Linked DNA regions of Drosophila melanogaster: region 2 is linked to region 1. Evidence: chromatin contacts called from public Hi-C data. All regions are on one chromosome and are shown on one strand. The core of a region is the stretch at or near the end of the contact, and the rest is flanking DNA. Distances in the headings are between cores, read along the strand shown. Region 1 holds the start of Epg5 (ectopic P-granules autophagy protein 5). Region 2 holds the start of puf (puffyeye).

Evidence for each region. A called contact is a pair of places that touch in the nucleus more often than the background predicts.
Region 2: a Hi-C map of the Kc167 cell line shows a contact between it and region 1, with 4 times the contacts expected there. The contact joins the promoter of puf here to the promoter of Epg5 in region 1. A contact is called at or near these places in 16 of 107 Hi-C or Micro-C datasets (the D17-c3 cell line, the Kc167 cell line, the ML-DmBG3-c2 cell line and 7 more).

Annotation. Positions count from the first base shown.
Region 1 is chr3R:18,756,348-18,760,865 of dm6, reverse strand. It overlaps Epg5 (ectopic P-granules autophagy protein 5), which reads left to right and starts at 1,993. Exons shown (of 15, transcript NM_142495.4): 1 at 1,993-2,125; 2 at 2,174-2,898; 3 at 2,953-3,238; 4 at 3,301-3,761; 5 at 3,820-4,047; 6 at 4,110-4,518. The coding sequence starts at 2,096. CG7720 reads left to right here. Exons shown (of 11, transcript NM_142496.4): 8 at 1-167; 9 at 223-601; 10 at 668-810; 11 at 924-1,630. The coding sequence ends at 1,398.
Region 2 is chr3R:24,647,031-24,651,610 of dm6, reverse strand. It overlaps puf (puffyeye), which reads left to right and starts at 1,568. Exons shown (of 20, transcript NM_170158.3): 1 at 1,568-1,967; 2 at 2,066-3,103; 3 at 3,221-3,932; 4 at 4,009-4,580. The coding sequence starts at 1,925. ash2 (absent, small, or homeotic discs 2) reads right to left here and starts at 1,486. Exons shown (of 7, transcript NM_176558.3): 1 at 1,267-1,486; 2 at 1,022-1,206; 3 at 617-961. The coding sequence starts at 1,382.

The sequences.
Region 1 (4,518 bases), core at 744-3,243:
ATCTCTGGCATGGTCATCTATTCCACGTACATCAACTGCGATCCCTACGCCGAGGGCTACATTAAGAAACCCGATGAGATTCTGCCATTCTTTGTGGAGGATCAGCTCGGTTTTCTGCCCGGTTTCGTGGGCATTTTCATGGCCACTCTGTTCAATGGCGCCCTTTGGTAAATAGCTCACATTCTCACAAAGTTCTTTCACTAATCCAAGCTAACATTCCAGCATGATGGTGTCGAATCTGAATTCATTGGCAACGGTTATTTGGGAGGACTTCATCTCACAGTTGCCGAAATTCAAGGGACTCTCCGACAAACAGCAGCTACGAATTCTGAAGTCGATCACTGTCGTCTGTGGACTGATTATTATGGGCGTGGCCTTTGGAGTTGGTCTGCTGGCGGGCGTTATTGAGTCCTCGCTGCTGGTGTTCTCGGCCACATCGGGTCCTTTGTTGGGTTGCTTCATCCTGGCCATGATGGTTCCGATTGCGAATTGGAAGGGCACCTCCGCCGGCATGGTCACCGCCTGCGCCTTTGTGCTTTGGATCATTGGCGGTGGCATGACCGTTACCAAGGACAATCCCCTGCTGCCCACCTCCACAGATGTGGGTTTTTAAAGCATTTCCGTTTTAAGCTTGATGCCTAATACTTTGCTTCTTTACAAAATGTAGGGCTGCACCAACGATACCTTCGCGCAGTCCATTGGCAAGCCCATCGTGGAACAGGGACAGATGCCCTGGCTGTTGTCGCACACGCCTATTGATGGTTTCAACCAGAGCTTTGTGCCCACACAGCCCACAATTGCACCTGAAAGGTGAGATAATTTAATTATTCTAAAAGTATTGCGTAAGATAGTACGTCACCTGGTGAAAATGTGCACTAGAACTTTGTTATCCTGATATTAATGTACGCTTAATTCCAATGCAGATCCGGACTGGAGACCTTCTACTCGATCAGCTTCATGTACTACAGTTTAATTGGCACGGCACTGACCGTGATCATTGGCACAGTGATCAGCTTGCTGACTCAGCATCCGGATGACGCCTACGACGGCAAGCTGCTGCATCCGTTGATCTTTCGGCTGTGCGAGCGTTTCTCCGGCCGAAAGCCGTACTACGTGAAGCACGAGGAGGAGTCCGGACTGAATGGGCGGAGCAGCAGTGACTCCTCGGCCACGACAACCACATGCAAGGCGGAGAAGGTGAATCACGGCTACGAGTCCTCGCCGGAGGACAAGGAGAAGAGCAGTCCCATCGCCGTGGTATTCACCACCTCCGAGGGAACGGGATCAGCAGGGGATCAGCAGTCGATATGCGACAGCAGTAGGATCCAATTGGACATTGTGCCGGGCGAGGGCGAAACGGGAGTGTATCGCCAACTGGCCGGGCGATCTGCGCTCTGAGGGTTAACTATGTTGCATACGTAGATAGTCTGACCCTAAAACTTAGTCCGTAGTACGTAAGCTAAGCCGTAGAATAGAGCAAGTTAGTTAGCCAAGTGTTTCATGTCTATAAAGATGCTGTGATTTTCTGTGCGCGACTGTTGTTGAGCAATTGCTCGCGCATTTCATTCGCATGTACTTAACGCATATGTGTGTGCGTGTCAGCATGCAATAAATAAAGACAAATAAACGTATTTTTTATAAAAAACAAACACAAAGAATTACATTTCTAACGTCAATTTTTACTTTTCGCGCGCTGAAACTTTCTAAACTTGGCCAGTGCTGCCCATCAAATTGGTCTATCGATAACTGCGATGACCAGGGCAACGAGAGTGCAGCGTGAGTCACGACTGTTACGTGACGTAAGTTAAGCGGGGAATGAAGTGGATTTGTAATTAGATATCCAAAGTATAAGCATGAATATAAAAATATAAAATAAGCTGTTTAGGTATTTTACCAAGCATTGTATTTGACATAAACATGAATTTTAAAGCAGCTTTATTTACTCGTGAGCCATCGTGACTGCTCCCAGCTGTTCTCCGGTTTCTCCCATCACTATTATATTTATGGGTCTTTTTGTTTGGCGTTTTTGCGGCCCCCCAAAGAATGCGAAAATAAAACGCAAAAAGTCTGATCCCTAAGCAATCAAACGTACAACATGGCCACGTTGGAGAAGCCCAAAAAGGAGGTGAGTCGTGGGCAGTAAAAAGTAACGAACCTAATAATGAAATTGCAGAAGAGCAAAAAGTCTCGCAACAGAGTGCCGATCGAAAAAGAGGAAGAGGAACCTGCTGAGTTATCAACAAGTGAAGAACAAAGACCAGCGGAGAATGTGTCTCTGTTGGAGGAATTCGAGCGCGTTGCGACCTTGGCCAGCAGTTCCAGTGGCGAGGCAATCATAAGCCACGAGTGCTGCATTTCCAGCGATGTAGGAGTAACGTCGCAAGAGCCAGAAGGAACACAGGAACCCACAGAAACGGAGGCCCAACCCAGTGCTCCAAGTGCCCCGCCCTCGACGACCGTTCACGTCGTTCAGTATCCCAACCTGCAGCCCATGCAGCTGTCCAACGCCCAAGTGGAGGAGCATTCCGCTAAGATCGTGTACCGACAGGCGGAGTCGCCCACCGGTTTCGCGCTAGCCAGGAGTCACATTAAGCTATTGAGCACGGAGGAACTGCGGCAAATTTACGATTGTCCCGAGCTGGAGCTGGCCAAGCAATTTGAGTTGGAGTTTCTAATGAACTCATTGCTGGAGACCAGCGAGGCGGATCCCCTGTATGCGGCTGTTATGGAATACTATGAACTGCAGGGAAAGATCACCTCCAATCTGCACGATGTAGAGAAGCTGCGCAAGGGCTGCGCCGAGTCCCAAAAACAAATCTGGGTCCGACAGCCAGTTACACGCACTTTCAGTGGAACCTGCGGCGATGGCAATGTGGTCCAGGAATGCGTCACCTACGAGTGAGTCAAGTCTTACCTCCATCATGGAATTGCTTACCGAAATGTCTTTTCCAGTGTGATACAGGTGGATCCCATTAAACTAGAAGTGGCCAAGACGTCTTTAACTGGCCTATATGACCTGGTGTGCCACGCGTATACGAATAACTCGATTACAGCCAAGATAACCAAAGTAAAGGTTGACCAAATCATCAATGATCTGCTGACCTATCCCAATTTGGATGGCCATTCGGTGGTTTCATTACATCACACACAATCTGGAGAGGCACTGCAGTGCGTTTCCCAACTAAGGCGAGCTATATCCATACTTTTCAGCTTCGTTCGCAGACCCAGTCCAAATGCAGTAAATCAATACTTTAAAGTTAAGAGTGAGAGAACATATCTAATATCTTTTTACCCTCTCAGAATTTCGACAAAGACCTCAAGGAATGGCTGCGCAAGCTGATTGCTCTGCAATTGTTGCTGGCAACGAGAGAGGATCACTGGTTCCTTCTATTTAACATCCTGCGCTGTCCCAATGGAGTCGGCTCCTGGGCTGCCCAATTCCTGCAACTGCCGGGAACGCGAGCAGTGCGCCGTGGTTCCCAACAGAACGAACTGCCACTTGACCTAAACTCGCCCGAACTTAACCACTGCATGGCTGTGCTGCAGATTTTGCTGATGCCCGTGAAAAAACGAAACGAATATCTCAAGAGTCAGGCTCAAGCTCACCGCGAACTTTCCGATACGCCGGGAGCCACTGATCGCTGGATAGTGGTGGATTCCGATGGCGAGGACTCGCACACACCCGCCGGCGAATGCGTAGGTCTGAAGGAAAGTGACCTGGTCGCCCTGCTCAACCAGATGCCTTTCGAGAAGATCTTTACGTGAGTTCGATTGTCTGCATGTGTAATTTGATTAGGTTCTAAAAAATCTAATCCTTAGCTCGGCCCTGCGCATTGAAAAATTTCTAGACGACTACATTATCGAACCGGATATGATCACGGCCCAGCAAATGCTCGCCGTGGTAGTGTTTTTTTCCCAACTGGTCAAGACAATCGGTGAAGGATTGCTGACCTACAATAACGAGCGATATAAGCAGCTGGCCAAACGACTTGGTCGTCTGGTCCGACATACTCTGCAATACGTGTTTGATTACAACGAACTGTTCATGTGAGTAGAGTAGATCACCTAATGTTAATTTATTATTTCTTATCTACTTAATTACCGCGCAGTAACAACAACCTTTATAAATCCTCCGAGATGTACGAGCGCATCCAAGTGGAATTACAAGCCCTACTTGTACGTGCTTGTGGCTACATCTACCGCACCCGAAACCTGGGCACATGGCAATACTTTTCCACGCTGCCCTTCGGCACCTTGGATGCAGAGGTTATCTGGCACTTGTTTTACTATCTAAATGTGGGTTTCCCCACGGATTTGGCCAACGATTTAGTGAGCAATGCGGAAGCAGCCTTTCAAGCGGAAGATTTCTGGCGGAAATTCGATCTAGCGAATGCCGATGTGGCGCCCGAGGATATGTACTACCTTCTGCAGACATTCTTTGAGATGGCCAATGAACGAAATCGATCTAAGGATGGAAGTCTCGTCAAGGCAATCTGCCTACACATCTTCCACATTGGA
Region 2 (4,580 bases), core at 319-2,818, 5.9 Mb before region 1:
GACGCCATCGCGGAGGGAGAATGAGCAGGAGCAGAAGCAGGACCCGGTCACAATGGAACTGAAGGAGCGGGGGCCTTGCAATTGCGTAGTGCTCAAAATCAAATCGCAATCAATTCCCCCGAAAGAGCACCACACACACGCACACTGAGACACTGGCGAAGTGTTCCAAGCGTAACTATTTGTTTGTAATGAATGAGCCAAGTTGAGCGCGCCTCTGCCAGCCCCACCCCACCCCACTTCGCCCCGCCCACAATCTGACTACGTGGGGCTCTCTCTCTCTCTCTCTCTTTCTCTGTGTGTGTGCAAATCTGAAACTACGATCCGCATTGCGATTTTGTTAGTTGTTGTTGTTACTTTACTCTGGCAAACACTTGCGAAAGAGCGTGCGAAAGGAAGCGGCGATAAATAGGGGGAGCGAATAGGCAGCGGAATAGGCGACACAAAAACCACTGTGCCAAAATCAGCTGGTCGAACAGTGTTGCCAATTTGGCCGCCAAAAGATAATTCATTTAGCTTTCTACCACTGAGCGTTCGATAACACATGGGGTCAAGTTTTTAGCATTCAAATTATAGACTTCAAATCGATTTAAATGTCTATCATCTTATTTACACTCACCTTGAGTATATCCATCGTCGGTGAGTCGCAGGGCGCCGCTCTTGCTCATGCTCTCGTAGTTGGGCTTGATGATTCGCAGATCCTGATGGAATAGTCCGTACATGGCGCCATGTTCCGCATGCTCCTCGTAGGTGAACAGGGTCTGCACATCCTTGACCAAAGATCGCTGGACGGTGCTGTACCAGGACTGGGTGAGTCTGCGTGGCATGGTGGTCATGGCCTCCCAGTACTGTTCGATGTACGGTATGATCTCCTTGTCCTTGCTAAACTGAATCTGGCGACGTCCGTCCCTGGAAGCCGCCTGCTGCATGTTGGCAATGGCACAGTGGCACATCTGGGATATGGCTGGAAGTGGATATTGTTATTATCAAGAGGGATAAATGTGCGGGGCTTCTTTGCACTTACTAGCCTGGCTCTTGCGAAAGCTCTCCAATCCGCTGGCAGAGCAATTTTTACAGACGAACACATAGTTGGTGATGAAGGGCAGAAGTTTACCCTTACCAAGCTGGTAGGAAACGCAGGTCTCGTGCACCCAGCGTGAACAGGTGGCACACAGCAGCTCCACAATATTGAGATTGCGCTCCTTGCCGCTAAAAACAATGTCAATAGAAGGGAGCCGGCCAAGCAAAAAACCCATACAAAGAGCTCACCAGTAACAAACGCCGGCTGCGGAACGCGTTTCCTGCGATTTATCCTCCTCCGCAGTGAAGTTCACCTCGGAGCTGGACTCTGTCGGCGAGCTTGTGTCCATTTGGCTGTCCTCCATTGCAGTGATAAAGGTTTTCAGTCAACAATTAGCATGTAAACAAATATTAGCGGCCCGCAAGAAATTCGGTGGCTGGCCAGAGTGACCGTTGGCGGGCAAACACATGGTGCGTTTGCAAATACCAGAACGTCGCCAAAGAGCGATAAACGATAGACGACAACATTTAGAGCACACAGCCTGACAACCCTGCCCCTGCCTCTTCGCTCCAACTCTGGCTCTTGCTTCGATTGTAATTGTATATATATATATCCCTACCATATATATATGTCCGAGTGTAGAATTATCATTTTTTTGTTGCCGAAAAACAGTGTTCCGTGTTGAGAGGCGAGGGCGCCATCCTAAATGGCATTGCACGACCGCCGGGAGCGAGCCGAGCGACCAACGAATAGCAAGAAGAGCAAGTGCCCGCAACTCAGACCGTGACTCCGCCAGCGTATCCCAGACTCCGACTACTCTCCATAGACGGCCAGGAGTCGTCGCCGCTGGCAAGGCGGCCCTAACCCCTGGAAGCTACCGATTCGGTGTGCAGCTAGTGGAGCACCATGTGCGAGGTGTGCGCCGACTTCCAGAATCTCCTGGAGCTCTGTAAGTGAAAAGTGCACTGCGAAAAAAAAATAGAATGAAGACGAACACCGGAGCCCCTGCCCCCTGCTTACACATAGTATTCCGAATTCCTTTTGCAGATGAGGTGCGCGTGGCCAGCTCGGATCTGAAGTTCCAGCTGCTGCTGAAGAGCGAGATCGAGACCACCTTCAACTACATCCAGTCGTGGCCGCAGCGTCAGTGCATGTGCCTGTACCGGGACACCAAGAACTATGACCGTTTCAACCTGGTAGTGCAGTCGCTCATCTGTCTGACGGTGCAGCATCTGAAGCACATCGACCACCTCATCGACAACTACAAGCGGCTAACGGCCAGTGCTGCCCAGGTGGTGGCCCAGGCCCAGCAGCAGCGTGAACAGCAGCGGGACGAAGCGTCAGCCCAGGCAGAGGCAAAGGAATCATCCGCGCCAGCGGAAGAACCTAAGAAGGAGGAGCCATCTGGGTCCGCCGGTGAGGAGGCTCAGGGCTCCGGCGACGGGCCAGCCAAAAAGCCGCCAGTTGGCCCCTGCACTCCCCCTCCCCCGCAAACGGCCAATCCTCAGCACAAATCCCACCTGCAGTACACAGAGGAGCCCTGGATCCTGCCCGAGGTGGAGAAACTGTTGGTGCTCGTTTCAAAGGTGTTCCTGCTCAACTTCCCGCTGTACATCGCCCACAAACATGGCATGCACTCTCGGCTGGACGACCTGCAGGCTGAGGAGGCCCACCACCTGGCCCTCATCTGCGATCTTCACGACAACGACCTGCCCATCTATCTGCTGCGGAATGTGAGCCTGTTCTGCAACTCGGGCGGCTTTGGCGCCATGTCGCTGTGCTTCGAACATCCCGATCTGCCAGTGTCCACCGCTCACTCGATGACCGCTGCCGTCTCAAATGTGAAACTTTGGCTGAACTATCACTGTAATACTCAGCTCTTCGTGCCGCTGCGAAGTCGGATACTGCAGTACATGTGCAAGCTGTCGGATCAGAGCCTCCGATCTGCCGCAACCCGCGCGATGGCCGATTTTGTGTGGTCCTCTATGCGAGACCCACTGGATGTTGCTGTCAACTTCGACACCGAAGGATTGGCCCTGGCCTTTAAGTACTTCACATCGACCACGCTAACCATGCGACTGGCAGGTATGTCCTACGATGTTGACATACTTAATTAGGACATTTCGAATAATGCTGAAATATTATATTTATTTATCAATAAATATTATATAATAAGAGTAAATGATTTCAAATATTTTCCAGGCATGGCCCAGATCAACGCACACATTAATCTATTTAACGAGATCTGCACCACCGAAACGGTCAACGAAGTGGAGCTGTTCGGGCAGCGCATCGCGAACTGGCTGACTGAAAATCATATTGTACAGCACCTGTTTGGCCCGAATCTGCACGTAGAAATCGTTAAACAGGCACACGTGCTGCTCAACTTTTTGGCGGTAGAGAACCAGATCTCTGAAGAGGACATCAAGCTGATCTGGCAAGCCACCCAGCTGAAGCACTGCTCAAAGACGATCTTCGACATCCTGCCTTCGCTGGTGAAGAATCTGACCCCGCGCCCGGCAATGCACCTTTACTCCCTCCTTTGCCGCATGGATCCCAAGGAGCACACTGAGCAGAGCATATACATAGCCTCAGCGCTAACAAAACAGCTGTGGACTCGTGATACCTCACGCAGTCAGATGAACCTGATGCAAGACCACCTGCTGGGGTCCAACGTCACCGCTTCCAGCTCTGACAGCGGCAGCATTGAGGGCAGCAACACAGAGGACGACCACGTGGGCGCCGACGACAGTAGCATTGCCAGCGGTGGCGGCGGCGGAGGTGTTGGTAACAAGAGTCCAATCGATGGAGTTACTCCATGCAAGCAGGCCCGGCACAGGCGGCACATCTGTGACCCCACCACCGAGAAGGGAAAGCAAATAAGTCCCGAGGATATGGCCAAAGTAGACTTGGTGTAAGTAAAATAGTTCTTCTTAAAATCTGAAATGTATTGACGTAATAAGTAACACCTATTTTACCAATTTACGCAGGAACAAACGGATTGTGAACATTATCGACAACACAAGCAGTGAAGAGGAGCTGCAATCGCGGGCCGCACTGGAGCTGCAACTGCATCGCAGCCGCAAAAAGACGAGCAACAAGCGACGGCGACAAAAAACCAACAAACAGATCATTCTGCCCCATGAGCTGGTCGAGATTTGGGACGGAGTTGAAGATGTGCCCAGCAGTGACGAGGCTGATGGCGAAGCCGATGGTGATGGCGAGGGCGAACTTTTAGCGGACAGCGATGAGTGCAGCGATGGTGCTACGAGTCAGCTGGTACCCGACGCCGTGCTAAAGCATCTGCAGGGAGAGGGACCTTTTATCAGGGCCATCGAGACCAATATCAATGAGCTGCTCAGTGGTGCCGAGAACGATGGCAGTTACTCATCCCCGATGAGTAACAAATCTGAAAAGAACCTGGCTGACTTCGATGACGAGGACGTGTCGCCTTGCGAGGAGGAGCTGGCCCAGCTGGTCAGCTCCCGCGCCAATTGTTCGGACGTTCCACCAGCCTTTGCAGCCGCTGCCGCCGCCATGATGGTGGCCCAGTCGGCGATGG